Linked DNA regions of Oryzias latipes: region 1 is linked to region 2. The links are chromatin contacts, called in public Hi-C maps. All regions are on one chromosome and are shown on one strand. Each heading gives the region's core, a stretch centred on a gene start, on an enhancer-like site or on the middle of the called end of the contact. The rest is flanking DNA. Distances are from core to core; before and after follow the strand shown.

The links. A called contact is a pair of places that touch in the nucleus more often than the background predicts.
Region 1: a contact with region 2 is called in a Hi-C map of embryo, with 1.7 times the contacts expected there. The contact joins the enhancer-like site here to the promoter of sox4 in region 2. A contact is called at or near these places in 2 of 5 Hi-C or Micro-C datasets (embryo and fibroblasts).

Annotation. Positions count from the first base shown.
Region 1 is chr16:11,666,992-11,671,671 of ASM223467v1, reverse strand. No RefSeq gene overlaps it. Among protein-coding and RNA genes, the nearest start is that of LOC111948965, 39 kb to the right of the region's middle. Within about 2 kb of position 1,416, at least 2 of the 8 cell types and tissues checked have an H3K27ac peak or open chromatin away from gene starts, as enhancers often do. A contact at or near this core is called in embryo, where this site is marked.
Region 2 is chr16:11,446,576-11,451,159 of ASM223467v1, reverse strand. sox4 (SRY-box 4) reads right to left here and starts at 3,239. Exons shown (of 2, transcript NM_001164881.1): 1 at 2,447-3,239; 2 at 2,037-2,245. The coding sequence starts at 3,239. The coding sequence ends at 2,037.

The sequences.
Region 1 (4,680 bases), core at 167-2,666, 220 kb before region 2:
TCCTCTAGATGGCACCGTCACCATGTCTGAGGACAGAAGGAAGTGCAGCTGCACATGCGGCACACACTCAACCACAACACAAAAAAACAGGAGAGGGCAGAACAGCCAGTTTGTTTAAACTGGTGTTGGTTGTGGGAGACCTTGCACCCGAATGCAAGTACAAAAAACCGAGGCAAGAAATGACTTTTTTTTTTTTTTGCTTTTATCACAGCATGGGCCTGAGACTTGGATGGACGGCACGTGTTAGGTTTATTCAAGTGTTCTTGGTCAGAGAAAAAATCAAACAAACTTCATTGTTTGGACATATCAGCTTCTCTGTGAAAAAGGTTACAAAGGAGAAGGACACGCTGACAGTGATGCACTTTCTGTGCATGTGCTTCAATTCACTGATATGTATGAGTATTAGAGACTGAGGACAGGTTGACAGCTTTGACCCCGCTGTCTTTTAATCCCCACAGAGGTCACAATTCACCTTATGCAGGAGTGCATGTGTGTGCATAAACTTATTTTATGGTTTCAAAATGTGCAATAGGGGTTGTTACACCCATATAAAAACTTTTTTTTTTTTTTTTTTGCACTCCCAGCCTGGAGAGACTCAAATAGCACAAAGCATCCACTGTGTGCAGAAATCCAAATGGACATTCTTTTCTGTCCCAGCGGACCTTTAATCGCAGCATATGGGCGACTTAACGTCAGGTTATCAATATCAGCATTCAGCTTTTGGCTTGGTTTTTCTGTAAAGGCTTTTATAACAGTTTATCCCCACATTCTAGGTGAACGTGCACTTGACATGTAAAATAGTCTATAAAATACTCTGTTATTAAAAATTCTTTTCCTGCTCTGACATCTGGTATTTGCCTAATAAATCAACAATTACTTTGCAATAAACCCTGTCCTGGCTTGGGTCAGGACTACAAATATTCTTTGGGTTTTGTTGGAATAAGGAGCTGCAAAGTTAAATTAGTTATAAATATATAAAAAAAAGGCTCATACAGATAAAAATGACCAAAAAAAGAGGGAGTGTTTGACCTAGACGTTCAGAGAGATCTGAGCAGATGAAGGAGTTATGGAGGGGCAGCGATACTTTCTGATCCTGATGTGTCTTGCTGGGACCTGCAGACTTGGAGCTGCATCATAAACAGTTCTGCTGGAGCGTTTAAGCCTTTTGACATGAAGTTGTGATCCTCCGCTGTTCAACGGTTGTGAATCTGTTAGAAGTTTTTGGAATACAGAAGTGCAGGTTTGTCAGGGACTTCCCCTGTGTTTCAATCAAGAAAAGAAACAAGAGCGCCTTAATTACTTTAGAAGACACAAGTTGGAAAAAAAAAGGGGGGGGTGGTGTTTGAAGTGAGAAAGAGCTGACTCTCTTTTCAAGCTCCCCCCAGCTGTGGTGCTCCTTCTGGTCATGCCTTTGTTGCTGTGGCTCAGACAGTCTTGAATGGTAATCCTTTCAGCCTTCGTGCCTTTGCTGTTCTCAGAGCTCACTTCTGTGTCAGGGATACTCTAACAGGAGTTTTTTTTTCTTCGTCTTCGTCAAATGCTAGTTTGTTCTGTTTTATCGTGATGTTGCTGACATTTTATTTTGGAAAAATAACTGTTCACGTGTTTAATGATGAGCTTTGGATCTTTATGTCTTCTCTGTTCCAATTACCATGCTTTCTGGGGGCGATGAAAAGCCTTAATTTTGGTTCAAAATACACCAGTGTGCCTTATAATCTGGAGGACCTTATATATATGGAATAATTCTGGTTTAAATTACTGACGTCAAACTAATTTTAAGATAGTTAACTAGTTACATAAACTAGTTATTTTGTTATAGCAGTATCAGTTTATTTATTTATTTATTGTATTTCTTTTTGTGTTGCAAACAAGGTCAGGAGTCACAGGTATTGTGAATACGCTAACGCCGCTAACATGTAGCTGTGTCGGAGTTAGGCTATGTCCGAATTCCCACCCTAATCCCTAACTACTAAAAAACTACATAGCGCTGGACTATGTAGTTCCCTGGATTTTAAAAGCAATTCAGACACCATGCACACTACTTTTTTTTTTTTTAAACAGCACACTTGACGTCATCGATTTCACAAAGTGAAAGTCTAAGATATGGGCGTTTTGCAACAAACAATTATGAATCCACTGACTTCTAAAGATAAAAACATTTATTATTTATTTAAAAGATACATTTAAACACATATTTTTGCCAAAAATGTTGTTCAGACGCAATGCATTTTGGTCTTTATTCTGCATAGTGAGCAACGATGCACACTGGTTTCGTCTGGGGCTGTGGGCGTCCTTCTCCGGTGGGGCCCTGCGCTGGGCGCTCCCGGCGCGGCGGGGGGGCTGCTCTCCTGGTTGGGCTGGGGCGGCGCTCTCTTTCCCTCCGTGCCTCCCTGCTCTCTGGCTTTGGGGGCCTCGCGGCGGTCCTGCTGGCCCTGGCCTGGGTGGCGGGCTTGGTCGCCCGGGCGGCGGTTTTTCCCTGCCGGTTCCCGTGTGGCGTTGGGGGGATTTCGGCTGCCGCTGCTGCTGCGGTGGGGTCTTGGGGTGGGGATGGGTGGGCACTCTCCCTCCTTCTTGTCACGTTCCACCATCCATTTTAGAAGAACATAAACACTCACCTGAGCACAGGTGTTAGCTCACCTTTGCACTAACAGTTTGCATGATTGAATGACTGAAATATTTCACACTAGTTGGTTTTAAGGCATAAGTATGCGTGTGTGAACACTATCTGTTTTGTGTACATGTCAACAGGTGGACATTTTTGCAGCTAGCAGATGTGTTTATAACATTTGAGTGTGTGTGTGGATAGGCCCCGCCCTTTTTGTACTACATTTGAACCTTACCATAATGATTAACAACCAGTAAACTTGTTGCTTTATGCTGCTTCATGGTCTTACCCCCCTTCCCCTCCTATTCTCACCCTCCTACCCCCCCTCTCTCTAACGTCCCTCTCTCTTCTTCCCCTCTTTCCTTTTCCGTCCGGTCCAACACCAAAGATTTTCAAACATGATTGAAATTAATAAAGTTTGGCCTCAATTACAAAAGGGGTTTATTCAGACATACCTTTGGTTTGTCTGAAGATTAATAACCCCTATTGTTAAAGTAAAATATGTCCAACACAAGAGGCCCTCAGCTCTCATCTGTCTGCCTAGCTGTTGGACAGGACAAGTTAAAAAAAAAAAAAAGTCTCAGTAGAGACTTCTGCTTATTTTCCAGGGCTAACATATGGATCAACTAACTGCAAAAGTAAGTGAGTGGCTTGAGAACACATTGCAATACAAAGTCGGTGAATCCTCACACCACTGTGGGAGTCTTGAAGAAAAACCTTCACAAGCTGTGCAGCCAAACGTCAACAGGTGGAGCTATTCTACACCAGACAGCCCACAGACAGACTGTGAACCTGACCCACTGTGAGGTCTTGACTGCAATCTGCTAATGTGACTTGTGCTCAGGGCTCCCCTCCAAGACAGGTTGCCATGACGTCACTTTGAATGCATGTCCGACCCTTCTTTGCACAGCCTCCTATACATTTGCAGTTTGGAGGAGTGCAGAGGTTTCAGAGCAAATATGTGGATTACATCTGCAAATTTCCAAATCACCCAACCTGGAGGAGGTTCTTTTTCTTCCTCACATAAAAGAGAACAGTTGTTTTCTAATTTCCATGAGATCGTTTTTTTTCTTTTCTTTCTTCCAATTGCTTTAACAGAGATTGTTTGAGCTTGTTCTCATCCCAGGTTGTTTGTGAAGCAGAAAGCTGCACATCACTCCTCATCTCTATGCATGTAATTCTTCTGCATTGTCTGTCTGGGAACACTTTTTCATCAAAGTTCTTTGAACAACAAACTCTTTGAAGGACTTTCGCCTTTGGGCAGGAGTCTGTCTTTAAAGCTCTGCTGCTCTTTTTTTCTGTTTTGTCTGAAACTGTCCTTTAATAATGACACCAAACAAAAATCACAACTTTTATGACTTCTAGAGATAAAGCACTGTCTATATAGCGATGCGAGACATTTGCTTAATTTTTACGTCTAAATCCTGGAGAAAAGTTTGGAACCCGTCTGGGGTCTCCTGTTCAGCTGTGGTTGTTGCTCCGACTCATGTGAGAAATCTTGGGAAAATAGCTGCAAGGCACAGTAGCCTCAAGCCCTAAATTGATTTACAGAGTGAAAAAGAAAGAGAAGTAGAAACAAAAAAAGGAACCTGGAATCAGTTTGAGGGAGAAGAAAATGGAGAGATACTGAGACTGCATTCTGGAAAAAAAATCCCAGAATAACAGGTCAAATGGAAAGCCTGTTGTTGTAATAAAGTCCTTGTTAAATTATATTTTTTCCCTTATTGGGAGATTTAAGGATTTAAGGATTAATAAGTTGTGCTGCTTCATCCCAGTTGAAGCTTCACTTGAGCTAATTTTAACCTTGAATTCCAGAACTTAATTCCACCACAAAGCTTTGCTTTCTACATTATTAGTCCATGTCGGTATTGATCCATTCATCCAGTCATCCTTTTCCTTTAAACCTGCTTTATATTGCAGGGTGAACCCGGAACTGATCCTGTAATGATTCAAAGAAACAGAATTTAAAATAAAAATAAAAAGTTATAATATGAATCCACAGCAGATATGTGGATCTGTTTTATTTTCATTGAGACAATAGGCTGGCTTTAACAATTATAGGCCACTTATAGAGC
Region 2 (4,584 bases), core at 1,990-4,489:
ACACACAATCTTTTTGCTTTATGGTACAGTCAAATATACAAAGATCAAGTTCACGTTTAAATGTTTTTTCCTCATCCCCCCTCCCCCAGTTTTTTTTTTTCTGAAAAAACACAACAGCTAATAACCTCAATCTGAAATACAAATGCTAGTCACCATGCCATAAAGATACTAAAACATTTATTAGCTAATAGTTTAGCCGACAAGTAAAAAAAAGGTTATATATTCAAATACAATGAGAAACGCAGTACATGTAGATGTTGCGGAACTCAAGTCAGAAATTTGAATATGCTTGATGTTGTCGCTCTTGTTTGTTTGAAAATATTGACAGTCTCTTCGATCCAGTGGTTGACTGGCAAAATGTGACATCACTCGGTGAAAACATCCAAGTCAAATTTTTAAAGCTACAATCTCCTCTTTTTGTTTTATTTTTTTGTCACAGGCAAAAAAAAAGAAGAAAAATGTAAAAAGTGAAATGCAAAGTCGCTGCTGGTTGAGATAGTGACGCTGTTAACCCCACATGGGGTCACAAGAACAGCTGGTGGGAAAAGAAAAAAACAAAACAAAAAACAAAAACGTGTTCCTGTGTCTTTAAGCAACCTGCAGTCTGGCACTGTAAACGCCGAAGGGGCTCAAAAAGGAGGCTGGTTCAAGGACTGGTGCTGCTTTCAAGTGCTGTTGGAAAAAATGCTATTGGGGGGAAGATTCTCATGAGGTGTGTGATTTCTTTTTAGTCAATTTTATAAGTTGTATGTTTTACTAGCTCCTCTGTTCAGTCAACACGTTTTCTCCCAAAGAGTAGGCACAATGTCTGTCCCGCCAAGATAGCAACTAAACGAATTTACCAACGCACTTGAAGGCAGCATGAAAACCAGCCCGCCGGGGTATTAAAAACTAGGAAATCCAATACAGCTGTATTTGTAGGCTACACACACCGATTGTTGACTTCCTCTTTTTTTTTTCCATATATATTTGTACAAAAATACACTGAGAAAATAATCAAAATGTTTCCTCTCTTTGAAGCGTCCAAAAAAGTGTGTACATTTAAATATAAAAAGGGGAAATAAAAAGTTGTGTTGTTTTTTTTTAACTCTAGCCCTTCGCCTGAGAGAAAGAAAAAAAAGAGTGACAAACAAACTGTGTAAGAAAAAGACAACACAGGACTCGAATCATGTGCAGGCCAACATGAAGTTAAAAAGATGTTTCCAACAGTATATAAATACAACATCCCGTATAAAATGGCATCTTGATCCATGTACAAAACAAAGAAGTCGGTGTTTCTCTAGAACTATTATCTGGAGAGAAGAAAAACAAAACGTTTTGGTCCTGAATCGTAGAGAAAACGTGTATAAAGTTTAGCACAGAGTCGAAGTTGAATCCTGAAAAATTTTACGACAGCTGGTGATCATTTTCAACGTGCTTTTTTTTTCAAAATAAAAGAACCAAAAAAAGCGAGCGCCACCTATCCATATAAATAATCCTAATACTAGTTTTCCAAACTGTTCCAACAGTCTCACAGAAAATCTCAGCACAAGATAGGAACATAGTAGGCTATCATGCTTGTTTTTTTTCCTTTTCTTTTGCATTTTGATTAAAATAGTAAAAGAAAACCCACCTCAGTTTCATTTATTTTCAATGCCTCTTTGACACAATGATTTAAAAAAAAATGTCGCACGGCAGTCCTGTTCTGTACCTTCAACTTGGCGGTTGGTGGAGGGCAAAAAAGAAAAGAAAAAAAGTTGTGAAATGTCCCTTTTTCGATCAGCAACAACATTGATTAAGTGAACGGCGGACCGCAGCGTGCAAATCAATCACAGTTTAAGTTCAAAACAGTCCAGGACTGAATGCGGGGAAGCTCAGCATCTTCCTCTCCATGATTTTTGACTCAGTCCACGCATCCCAAGAAAAGTCCAAGCAGGAGGAGGAGGGGAGCAAAGTCGTCGCTTTCCAGGGATTTTGCAGCTCTGGCTTGTGAGCGCGAAGAGGCGCGCGGACTTTCGTCACGGTTTACGGCAGTGAAGCTGCCCGCGTGCGTGGAGTCAGTACGTGAACACCAGGTTGGAGATGGTGGACTCCAGCCAATCCCCGGAAATCATCTCACTGACTTCGGGCGTGCAGTAGTCGGGGAACTCGAAGTGGGACCCCCCAGAGATGGACTCGCAGTTCAAGTCCCAGTCTCTGTCCAGCACGGAGGAGCCGAAGCTCCCCAGCGACATGCTGTCGTAACTCGGGCTCGGGTTGACGTCCTGTAGGTCGTCCTCGAACTCCTCATCCTCAGACGACGAGGAGGAAGAGGAAGAGTGCGAAGAGATGGAGGAGTGCGAGCCGGAGGGGGTGGGTGAGGAGGCCCGCCGGCTGGTGTACGTGTGCCCCCCGCTGCTGCTGCTGCTGCTACCCGGGGAGGCGGCGCTCTCCTCCCGGCTCGCCGCGTCCTCGTAGAGGCTGGTGGAGTCGCTGGAGTCGGCGGAGGTGCTGAGCGTCGGGCTGGCCGGCACCGTGACGGCCGAGCCCGGGCTGATGCTCAGGCTGGCCGCGCCGCTGCCGAACACGTAGACCCGCTTCTTCTTCCCGTCCGGGATCTGCTTGGCGGCGGAGGACTTGGACTTGAAGAGCGGGCTGTGGTCCGCCGGCTGCTCCGAGGAGAACGGGGATGCTTTGGTGCTGCTCCCGAACAGTGATTTGTGGGGCTTGCTGCTGCTGCTGCTGCTGCTGGGTGATTTGGAACCGCTCTTCCTCGAGGATGAGGAGGTCTTAGTGCTGGTGTTGCTACTGGTAACTTTGTCCCCCCTGTCGCCGCTGCTGCCGGGCTTTGAGGCGCCGGATTTGACTTTCTTCCTGGGCCGGTACTTGTAGTCGGGATAGTCCGCCATGTGCTTCAGGCGGAGCCGCTCCGCCTCTCTGATGAAGGGGATCTTGTCGCTGTCTCGCAGCAGCTTCCACCGCTTCCCCAGCCGCTTGGAGATCTCGGCGTTGTGCATATCCGGGGACTGCTCCATGATCTTCCTCCTCTCGATCTGCGACCACACCATGAAGGCGTTCATGGGTCTCTTGATGTGGCCGCTGGGGGTTTTGCACCACGCCGGGTTGTCTCCCAGCTTGTCGCCGGCGGTGGAGGAGCCCGGGGAGAGCGGCGAGGCGGCCGGGTCCAGGTCCATGCACGCCCCGGAGTCGGAGCCCGAGTCCCCGGTGAAGAAGGAGAGCGCCTCGGAGGTGCTCTCCGTGTGGCTCATTTTCTGCACCATGCTGCCCGGCAGCGCACACCGAGTCAGAGCTGTAAACAGTAACTTACTCCTGAGTTGCACCAGAAACTTGGCAGCACTTAGGTCCAAAGTTGCCTAAAAAGGCAGCAGGCATTAAAAAAAAGTTTAACTTCCAGTTGTGGAGTTTAAAAGCTCATTTCAGACCGGGAGCGGACTCTACACGGATGTAGAGCAGTGAAGCGTGCCGGTTTCATGCACAAGACTGTGTACTTTTTCTCTGCATCTGCTCCGAATGGGGGGAAGGAGGTTAGAAAAAAATAGAAGCCACTTCTACTACCCGCCTCCCTTCTGCAAAGCCAAACTGTCGCGTTTCAAGCAGTCTTTTCAGCGGCGGCCCTCCTCTCTCGCATTTATCTCCTCCTCATACAACAGCGATAAAAATCCACCAATCAGACGCTGTCACTACCCTGCCTTTGCGCCAAACCGCGCCCCTCCTCGTCGCGCATTGGTGGAAAATGAAACGCAATAATAATCAGCGTGTGCAATGAGGAGCCTCGTGTCTGACCTCATTCCAAAATATAAGAAACTGATTTTTTTTTAAAGAGACACGGGATAATGTTGTGAACCCCCCCTCAATTTTTTTTTACTAAAACAGTCCATGTGTCTTCCATTAACATATAGGTTCAGTATATAGGAAGTCAATTATACTTTTTCTTTGCCATGTGGCTACTTAAATACTTAACCGGAAGTAGAATAAAGCAGTGTTTTCCCCTCAACATAGTGAGGATGTTGTGAATGGCGCGTGCTCACATTATCAATGCATTTCAGAATAAAATGCGCAAATCAAGTTTATGTATTATAATATGTGTTCCAAACATTAAAAAAAAATTTTTTTTACATATGATTTTTTTTTTCCATGTCTGCTTACAGTGAAGGAGCGACACAACGCAACACTTACAAGGAACGTCTTTTGGACAAATTTGAGCGTGGGGATGGTGCGCGCGAGGACTTTACGCCAATTTATTTACACCCCCCCTCCTCCTCCTCCTCCTTCTCCACCTCCTCCTCTGAGGCGGGGCTGGGCGGTCTTTTGTCACATCATCCACCGCGAAGCAACGCGCCACAGCGCACCAGACAAACGGCAAGAGGAGCGCACGCGGAGGGAAGGCGGGTGACAGGCGCTTGGCGCGCGCGCCACATCCTCATCCACACTAAAAAACGCTGGCATTCAACCCCCGTGGATCCCTCACTGATAGTTGCGCACAGAAATAAACATTAGATTAACAATTAAACGTCTCCAAATGACTCTCACCTGCAAACTGCACCCGCATGCAGCAACAGTGACCTCATTTCCTCTTTTTGTTCCAAAGCACATTCAGATTTTATG